2 separate regions of the Sus scrofa genome follow, and region 1 is linked to region 2. The links are chromatin contacts, called in public promoter capture Hi-C maps. All regions are on one chromosome and are shown on one strand. Each heading gives the region's core, a stretch centred on a gene start, on an enhancer-like site or on the middle of the called end of the contact. The rest is flanking DNA. Distances are from core to core; before and after follow the strand shown. Region 1 holds the start of GRAMD1C (GRAM domain-containing protein 1C). Region 2 holds the start of CCDC191 (coiled-coil domain-containing protein 191).

Region 1 (4,595 bases), core at 425-2,924, 230 kb before region 2:
GTGATTGTTTAGGAGAATGTCCTTGAATGTAGGAAATATTCACAAAGTATTCTGAGTTGATAGCCAACTCTCAGAAGGTTCAGGGAAAAGGTTATTGTAACACATTTGCAAATTTTATGTGTTTGAAATAGTTCAAAATTTAAAAAAATTTTAATAGTTACAAACTACATACTGACTATATATTTTTTTACCATTAAAGAATGATTTAAAAAATACTGGCATTATTAAATTCTTTCAATCCAAAAAAGAATTCTTGGTGTGGATTCAGGTTCAAAGAATAGGAAGTCATTTTTTTCTTCAGCCTATTCTTGTACACAGCATTGAAGGAAAACATAGCTTATGCAAAGTTTTGCAGGACGGGACAGGAACCTATCCTTTCTTGATTATCTTATTAAGTAATTTTTCCTTTAGCATGTAATACATACTTTTATTTTCTTTTTATGGCTGCACCTGTGCCATGCGGAAGTTCCCAGGCTAGGGGTTGAATTGGAGCTGCAGATGCTGGCCTACGCCACAGCCACAACAACTCTAGATGGAGCAGCTCATGGCAACTTGGGGTCCTTAACCCACTTGGCGAGGCCAGGGATCAGACCTGCATCCTTATAGATACTATGTTGGGTTCTTAACCCACTGAACCACAACAGGGACTCCTATAATATAAACTTTTAAAGTACTCAATATCTGACTTTTTGTGGAACTGGATTTGATTCTTCCCCCTCTTCAACTTTACATTATGATTATTTTCAAACATACAGAAATAGAAAAAGAGTCACTGAACAGTGGTATACCCACTACACAGGTGCAATAATTATTACCATTTTGCTATTTTTCTTTCTATCTATTGTCTTAGTCTAATCAGCCTGCTACAGCAAAAATACAGAGTGTGTGGCTTAAACACAAACATTTTCTTTCTCATCATCCTGGAGTCTGGGAAGTCCAAGCTCAAGACACCAGCAGAGTCCCTGTCAGGTCTGAGAGCCCACATTCTGTTCAGAGCTGGTGGCCTTATCACTGTGGCCTCACAAAGCAGAAGTGGCCTCTGTCAATATATGAATTTGAGGGGAACACATTCATCTTCCGGTATTTATCTTTGTTGAAGCATTTGAAATCAAGTTGCAGACACCATGACACGTCATCCTAAATACCTGACCACGAATTTTCTAATAATAAAGACGTTCTCCATCACCATATAGTATTATCTGTAAATGAATACTAATAAATTGATCTATAAACCATTCATTATCCTGTAACATCAACTCTAATAAAGATTTCATATAAAATACTTCCTAATTGTTCTAGAATGTCTTTTACAGCTTTTTTTTTTTTTTTCTAACTAAGACCTACAACACTCAATAGCTTTTCATCACTAACTTCAATCTTATTTGAAGAAACAGGAGCTTGTCATGCAATTCATTTTTTCGCACATTGGAGCAGGGTACGTATAGTGGGAAGCAGAGTGGAGGCTTTGCAAGGAGTGCGAGGAGTGACTTGTGCCTAGAACCCATTTCACAGCCAGAACAGGAATTTGTGATTGGGAGATAGGTAAGGACAGCATGATTCCTAGCAAAGATAGGCCTTCAGGCAAACATCGGGAAGGGGGCGGGGGTGTCCTTAATGGCCGCTAGAGGGCGCAAGTCGCGCCGACAGGATCCAAGGCGTCCCTCGCAAAGCTGGCGGGCAGGAGCCCGGAGCCCACCCTCGGGGTGGGCGGGGGACGCGGGCCTAGACGCCCCCTCCCCGCAGCGGGACGCGCGTGCGCGGTACCTTGGCGGCGGAGGGATCCGCGATGGAAGGCGCTCTGACTGGCCGTCAGGTAAGTGGCTCTTGTGGTACGAGTTCCCCAGCGGTGGCTTTACTGCGCACTTTTCTCCACGAAGATTGTCTGAGTCCTCTTAGACTGTGGTTATTATTTCCTCTCTTCCCTTCTCATGGTGCTCTTTAGAGTAATTTGGAAAGTTGTTACCGACGAGGGGGTTTTCTGACCTTACTGCGAGCCTTTCCCTCTGGACGATGGTGGGTAGGTCTGCGCCGGTGGGCGTGGAGGGTTGGCGTTCGGAGCGAGATGTCCTTGTCCAGATCCCTCGGCTTCAGACCCCACTGCCATGATTGTGACCGGGATCATGTTGATCTGGTCTTATGCCATCCCCTTAACTATTAGCTCTTGATAAAAGGGCTCAGAACTCTAGATAGTTTAAATCACTGGGCTGTTAACCGCATTTTTGGTTTCAACTAGTTTTGTTACTTGTTTACTACCTTATTTGATTAACGAGAGAACTTGCTAATTAATCTTTAGGGTGAAAGCCCACTTTTGTTGCAGGAGTCACATGCCTTTCTGAACACTAACCTCATTGCTTTACTTTGGTTGTGTGTATCTGTTTTACTTTTTTTTTTTTTTTTTCTTTTTAGGGATGCACTTGCAGCATATGGATGATCCCAGGCTAGGGGTGGAATCAGAGCTGCAGTTGCAGCCTATGCCACAGCCACAGCGATGCCAGATTTGAGCCACATCTGTGACCTAGGTTGCAGCTTGTGGCCCCCACCCAGTGTTTGATTGGGAGATAAAATTGATGATGGCACGCACACACACACTATGAAGAGGTTTATTACTCGTATTTAAAGACGTATTACTTATAAACATACATAATGAAGAGAGAAGAACAGGGCAGTCTTCTCAAGCAGATCCAGACTGGTTTGAAAGGGCAGGGGAAGGAGGGCTCAGGGTTTCTTCTGTGGTTAGGGGGTGGAAGTCAGAGGTTCCTGGGTGTGGTCAGGATCTGTCTTGCTTGATTTGACTCTCCCATTCACACCAAAGGAAAGAGTATCCAGGCATTCTTACCACCTTGCCCATTTGAGGGACAGAGAGGAAGAAAGAGAGGTGAGGCTTAAAAGCTTTCAGCAGGCAAACATAAAAAAATTGAATGAGACTCTTTAGTACAATTCATCCTTGATGTCTAACTGATGACTAAAATGTACTGTTTTTCATTTAGTTGAATTCGAACTTGTTTAAGTAGCCATCATGGCTCTCATAGGAGGTCTGCAGCCTGAAGCCAGTAAGGAAAATGAAAGTTCCATTGAGTGCTTTGTTCAAGAGCCCAATGATGTGTATTTTGAGAGAAAAAATGAGTGCCTTGGTCACTGTCAATACTGTCTGGAACTCCTTTTTTTGTTTGTTTTTTGTTTTTTTTAGGGCCACACCTGAAGCATATGGAGGTTCTCATGCAAGGGGTTGAATCAGAGCTCTAGCTGCTGGCCTATACCACAGCCACAGAAACGGGGGATCGATTCGAGCTACGTCTGTGAACTATACCACAGCTCACGGCAACATGGGATCCTTAACCCACTGTGCAAGGGCAAGGATCAAACCTGTGTCCTCATGAATGCTAGTCAGATTTGTTAACTACTGAGCCATGATGGGAACTCCAGTAATCTGTGGAACTCTTGATGGGGATAAGGGATAAGGAGTGTCTTGGTGAGGTCTTTTTTATTTTGGCTAGAGTATATATAGAGACACATGTGACCTTAATTTATATTTTGAGTATCTGAAAGCAAGGGTGTTCCAGAGTTCTTTACTTCAAAGGGTGCAACTCTTAGGCAATGGGCAAAGAATCTGTAAAAATGTGCAGTTGGCCAGAGCATTCCGTGTTAAAGTAACTGTGGGAGGAGTTCCCTTGTGGCACAGCAGGATGGGGGTCTGGCATTGTTACTGGAGTGGCTCCGGTCAATGCTGTGGCAAAGGTTCAGTCTCTGGCCTGGGAGCTTCCATATGCCGCAGGTGTGCCTCCCTCCCCAACCAAAAAACAGATAACTGGTAAGTTCAGCTAGTTGTGCTGACCTGTGGGTCTTCTCCTCCAGGGACATCCTGGTTAAGGGATGAAAAGTAGTAGGTCTCCAGGGAGCTCCATCATGTGTAGGGATGGTGATGCTGTGCTCTGAACAGCAAGTTTTTCTATCAGACTTCAAATGGGAGTTTGAAATATTGAAATCCTATTGCTGTCCAATCAGTTGATCACACATTGGTCCCCAAGTATTCAGGGGGTTCAGGAGAGGGGCGACTTCTTCTAGCACCATGCTATCTGACAAAGAAATGAGAACAGGAGAGGTTCTGCCTGCCTGTGGGTGGGCTATGTCGGAGGGGCAATATTTTGTTCTGTCCTGCAGCAAAGAGACCTTGGCTGTACTGAGTTTGCAAAGCGTTGCTTCCAGGACCCAAAGCATAATGGGCATGGAGGGTCATAGGCTCCAGGCTTGTGAGAGCCTCTACTTCTGGGAGAGTCCAGTGTGCTGTTAGTTATTACTGTTCCAATGGCATATTCTGTGGGGGTAAGAAATGGTTTCTTGCGTCAGAAGCCTATGAACAACTTATGGACGTTATGGGTGGTCCAGAGAGTCTAGGAGTCATGAGAAGAGGCTGCTAAAGTCTCTACAGTGAAGGATTCTTTGTGAGTGTGTGTGTGTGTGTGTGTGTACGTGTATGTGCATTTTTGTTGTTGTTGTTGTCTGTTTGTTTTGGTAAGGGGTCAGGGAGGAAGTAGTACTATTGGGAATGTCTGTTATATTGTAGTTTTGACAATTTTTAGAATCTTTTTTGGGGGGAG
Region 2 (4,632 bases), core at 1,780-4,279:
ATACCTAAAGTGGTTTAACAGTACTCTCAATGTAAATGGTACTTGGACTCAAAAATATGTATCTCAGCCCTGAAGAGGCCTCAGTGGTTATCTAACCCAATCCCTCCCTCATTAAATGCTCAAATATACTCCTCATCACTCCTAACATTAAGTGAGCATTTAAAATCTACTCAAGGAATTCCCTTGTGGCTCACTGGGTTAAAGATCTAGTGTTGTCACTGCTGTGCCTCTGGTTACAGCTGTGGCATGCATTTGATTCCAGGCCCAGGGACTTCTACAGGCCAAGATCGTGGCCAAAAATAAATAAAACAACATAAAATAAAGTCTACTTGAATACCAGCAGTGATAGAAAACACATCTCTTTATAAGAATGGCCAATCTATTTGTGGATTGCTCTCATCATTAGAAGATTCTTACTTGTGATGTGTGCACAGCTTTTACCTACTGTATTGGTCCTGCAGATCAATGTAACTACGGGAAAGTCTTTCTAATTAGTTGAGGAAGGCCATAACCCTAAGACTTCTCCTCCCCTCCTTTCTTAGTCCTTTTCAGGTGATCCTAATGGTCCAAACCTGTTAGTGAAGTTTTCATGAGAATCAACAAAATCATGAAAAAAATACTAGAGTATAAAATTAAGGCAATATATATATATATAGTCACATGGGAAGGAAAATAGCAAAATATATGCAAAATGGATACCTATCAGTATTCTATGCCATCTGATTATGTGCAACTCTTAATTCTCTTTCTATCTTAATCATGAAATAGCCTTACCTTAATCCAGTGTTCCATATTGTCAGGGTCAAACATAGGCTGTAGGTAATACATACAGAATATTAGTAGACAGCAATATATTTATCAGCCTTGCTATTTTAATGTCATTCTCATTAAAACATATGGACAAGTATCCTTAGTCTTTCCCTAAAGCATCTTATTAGAAAGCTCAGCAACAAAAGAACATGGAATGCCAGCAGGAGGAAGAAACATGAAGCCTTTTCAGGAACATATTCTGTTTTTTAATCTCTTACCTAGGCCCATCTCCAGATTCTGATTTAATTGGTCTGGACTACGGCCCATGTGGCAGTATTTGTTGAAAGCTCCCCAGGGTTAAGATCAAAATGCCACATATAATATTCCTTATAAAAATCTAAACAAGCACTGATTAAATTAACCTGATTATTCAAGTGTTATGGAAGCAAATCTGCTTGGAGAAGGTATGCACTTCTCCTCAGGCCCATCTTTTCAGGAGCAGGGAGGGGGAGGGGGTTGAGGGTAGAGGAAGGGATAACCAATCTTCCACTGTTTAATAAATCAGTAAAGAGGCAGAAATCACATAAATTTCTATCCAGGCCAATCAGATATTCATCTTAAATTAGAAATCAGACCAACAGAACACCGCCTTTCTTCACTCTCTTAACCCTCAGAAGTTGCAGAATTCCCTCTGTTAGTCACTTAACAAACAGAAGTATTTGCTTTGCTAACAATTCAGGAGGGTTTTTAAAGAAGGGAATAACTAGCATACTGACACATGGGGAGGGAAAGGTATAATACTCTTTCACTTACATAACACTTCCCCTTCAAAAGACCTTACAGATAACTAATTAATGCACCTGTACTGCTGAATAATTTTGCCACTGCAACAAATAAACAGCTGATCCTATTAAAGCACAACTGACCTTCAAAGAGCTCTAGTGTTTTTATCTTTCCTCTAGGTAGTAACAATGAGCACTAGCAACATAAATCTTTCCTTTTGGGGTCCCCAAAATTGTCCTCAGTTTTTAACCTTTCATTAAGTTTATATCTATAACCTATTTTGGATCCAATCCATTACAGAACTGGTACAACAAGAGCAGAGGGTTTCCAACTCTCTCTAATGCTCCATTCTGCACCCTCCAGTATCCGGGGCAAAATATTCACCAAGTGGAATATATCCAGTGCTTTATTTAAGTGGTATATTTAGAATAAAGCAGCAAGCACTATTGCCTGGGGGCTCAGAAAGGCCACATGTCTATAAGATATATTTTTAAGAAAGTGTAACTGATCGGTGAAAACAGCTGTGAAGCCACTCCATTTGGCACTTCCATTTACATTTAAAGCATTTATTTTTGTGACGGTTAAAAAGGTAGTCTGTGGAAAGCACATACCCTGTGACTGTGACTTTGCACATGTCATTTACACGTTTCAAGTTAAGTGGGGTTATTAGTTGGATGAAAATACATCAAAGGGGATGACATATAAAATAGGATCTGTTTTTTGATTGTTGCTTGAATTTAGAGATTTTCAAGTGATACATTCAATAACCACTTGCATTCCTGAGTTCATCGTAGCTACTCTGTGTAAACCTAGAAGGGGAGGGATATGACAGAGAGGACTTAAGGTGAAGATCTTATCCCTTCAAAAAAGAACAATTTCCTACGACTTGCAAAACATAGGAGGCGGAAATGTAACCTTGAGGGAACTTCCCTAAAACCTGGAGCGGTGGGGAGAGGGAATGGTTCTCGAATTCTCTTCAGCAGGATGGGCACAACTGGGACTCCATGTTTTTTGAGAAAACCGTTTAGATGGAAAGAGTTTTTCCAAGACGCTGCCCACCCAAGTCGTAAGGTACCCGAACCCCAAAGTTCCTGGGCCCCCTTCACTTAGGACATTACTGGCTGGGTCGGTCATGGCGGGGACGGGCCAAGTAAGGATGCCCCTTAGGGAAGAAGAACGAAGCGCAGACGGGGCTTCAGGGCGGGTTCCCGCCTCCCCTCCCCGTCTCCAAGAGCTCCCAATACAGACAGATCACCTTGGTGGGACTCGGCTTCCTTGTAAACTGTTTCCAACGATTCAGCCCCGTCCCCTTCTTTGAAGAGGACCTTTCCTGGGGCGTCAGCAGCATTTCCCCGGTTCAGGCCCGGACTTGAGCCAAAGCTGCAACAAACGCTCCTTAACTTAGGTTGCTTCCAGGTCTCTCTGGGAGTTGTAGTTCCTCAGCCCACAAAGAAGGCAAGTGTGGGGCGCCGCCGAACCACCACTCCCATGAGGCTTTGCGATGGGGGAATGAGTCTGCTCAGTTACCCATGGCAACGGCAGCGGTCCCTAGGCCTTCCAGTCACAGGAGCTCGCTTTGCTGTTACCTTTGCCTTTTCCTGGCGCTCTGTGATGACGCAATGCCCCTTGATTGGCTCTGCCTCGGAGGCGGTGGTTTAGGGGGCCGAGAATTCTGCAAGCCGGACACGTGGTAGCCAACCGCGAGGAGTTGAGGGGGATTTCCACCCTAGAAAAGTTGGGCGGTTTGCAGGTAAGTGCCCTCTTTCCTTGTTGGTGTCGGGGATGCTACGAGTGAGTAGGGCTGAAACGAGAGTGTCACGTCTCGCCCAGACTCTTCCTGGTTGTGTTGCTGTAACAGTGATTGTAGTCCCGCCATGTCTCTTTCATTTTTCGGGGTCTTCTGGTTGATCCTAGCTTCTGTAAGTCCAGATTCTCCCAAATCGTGTGAGCTTCACCGCTTCTATGAGAGAAAACTGTCTTCTTTCTACTGACCTCTGCTTAAGGGTCAAGTTCTCATGTAGAAGTTTTTTCTACACTGCCTAGGATCTTGGGAGCGTTGGACTGAACTCAGATACCTGAGCTAAGTGCCTCTTGAGGTCTGGTACTCCAGGAAATGCCCAATGGAGTGAAGATAAATATATGGTTATTGGCTGAGCCTCCAGGGACAGTCTATGCTGGGATAAGCGGGTTCATAAGGCAAAGTAGAGATTTAGAGCTGGAGCTTTGGGCCTAACTACTTTGTAGTTGTATGACTTTAGGCAGCTTGGATCCTAGATTTTTTCATCCGCAAAATGGGAGCTATACTACCTAAATCATTAGGGTGTGGTAACCATTTAAAAATCAGTCAGAAATCAGAACTCTGCCAGAACATGTAAACTGAAGTAGACGAGATTTGTGAAAAAGATCTGTGAGGGAATCTGTGCCCTCAGACTATTATAACAATCATGAGTCCTGCTTGAGTATTCATCAGAAACCTTATGGATGATTAAACTGTGTTACATCAAAACTGTCCAGTATCATGAAATAGTTATTTTAAAAGGGTAGGTTAAGCTTTGTATCTCTTCTTTAGGAAAAATATCCATTGTGAATTCCCAAGAGAAAAGTGAATTGCAGAAAAGTGCTTACAGTATAGTATGTTTGCATTTTTTATTGAAGAACATCCTTTCTCATATACAAGTATATTTAAATATTTGTGTTACTATAAGAGAAGGGTTGTACAGGCTGGGAGGGTGGATAGATGCAGAGAAGTGAGATGGGGGAAATATGAACCATAATAACAATATAGCAAAATGGAAAACAATTAAAATTGTATCTTAACATTACATTTAATATGTAGAGGGTTGCATATATTTTTGGACAAGATGGGATTTCTAATAGACTATCAGCCTGTTAGATTACAGCCTTTAAAGCCAGACTTCTATGATTTAAGCCCTGGCTCTTCCACTTTGTAAATGGTGGCTTTTTTTAGCCTCAGTCTCCTCTTCTGTAAAGGCACATAATGATAACCTCTGCCTTAGGTTGACATGACAGTAAGCATTAGAGGAGTTAATATGTGAAGAACAATACCTGATACATAGTAAACACCCAATAAATGTTGTT

What was found. Promoter capture Hi-C pulls out the DNA fragments that hold promoters and counts their contacts.
Region 1: a contact with region 2 is called in a promoter capture Hi-C map of fetal liver, with 2.7 times the contacts expected there. The contact joins the promoter of GRAMD1C here to the promoter of CCDC191 in region 2. A contact is called at or near these places in 1 of 5 promoter capture datasets (fetal liver), 1 of 47 Hi-C or Micro-C datasets (skeletal muscle) and 1 of 2 datasets of contacts at active chromatin or transcription factors (alveolar macrophages).

The regions. Positions count from the first base shown.
Region 1 is chr13:146,102,864-146,107,458 of Sscrofa11.1, reverse strand. It overlaps GRAMD1C (GRAM domain-containing protein 1C), which reads left to right and starts at 1,674. Exons shown (of 18, transcript XM_003132665.6): 1 at 1,674-1,813. The coding sequence starts at 1,787.
Region 2 is chr13:145,878,360-145,882,991 of Sscrofa11.1, reverse strand. CCDC191 (coiled-coil domain-containing protein 191) reads right to left here and starts at 3,029. Exons shown (of 16, transcript XM_021070343.1): 1 at 2,789-3,029; 2 at 775-813. The coding sequence starts at 2,881. It overlaps QTRT2 (queuine tRNA-ribosyltransferase accessory subunit 2), which reads left to right and starts at 3,130. Exons shown (of 9, transcript XM_005670209.3): 1 at 3,130-3,283.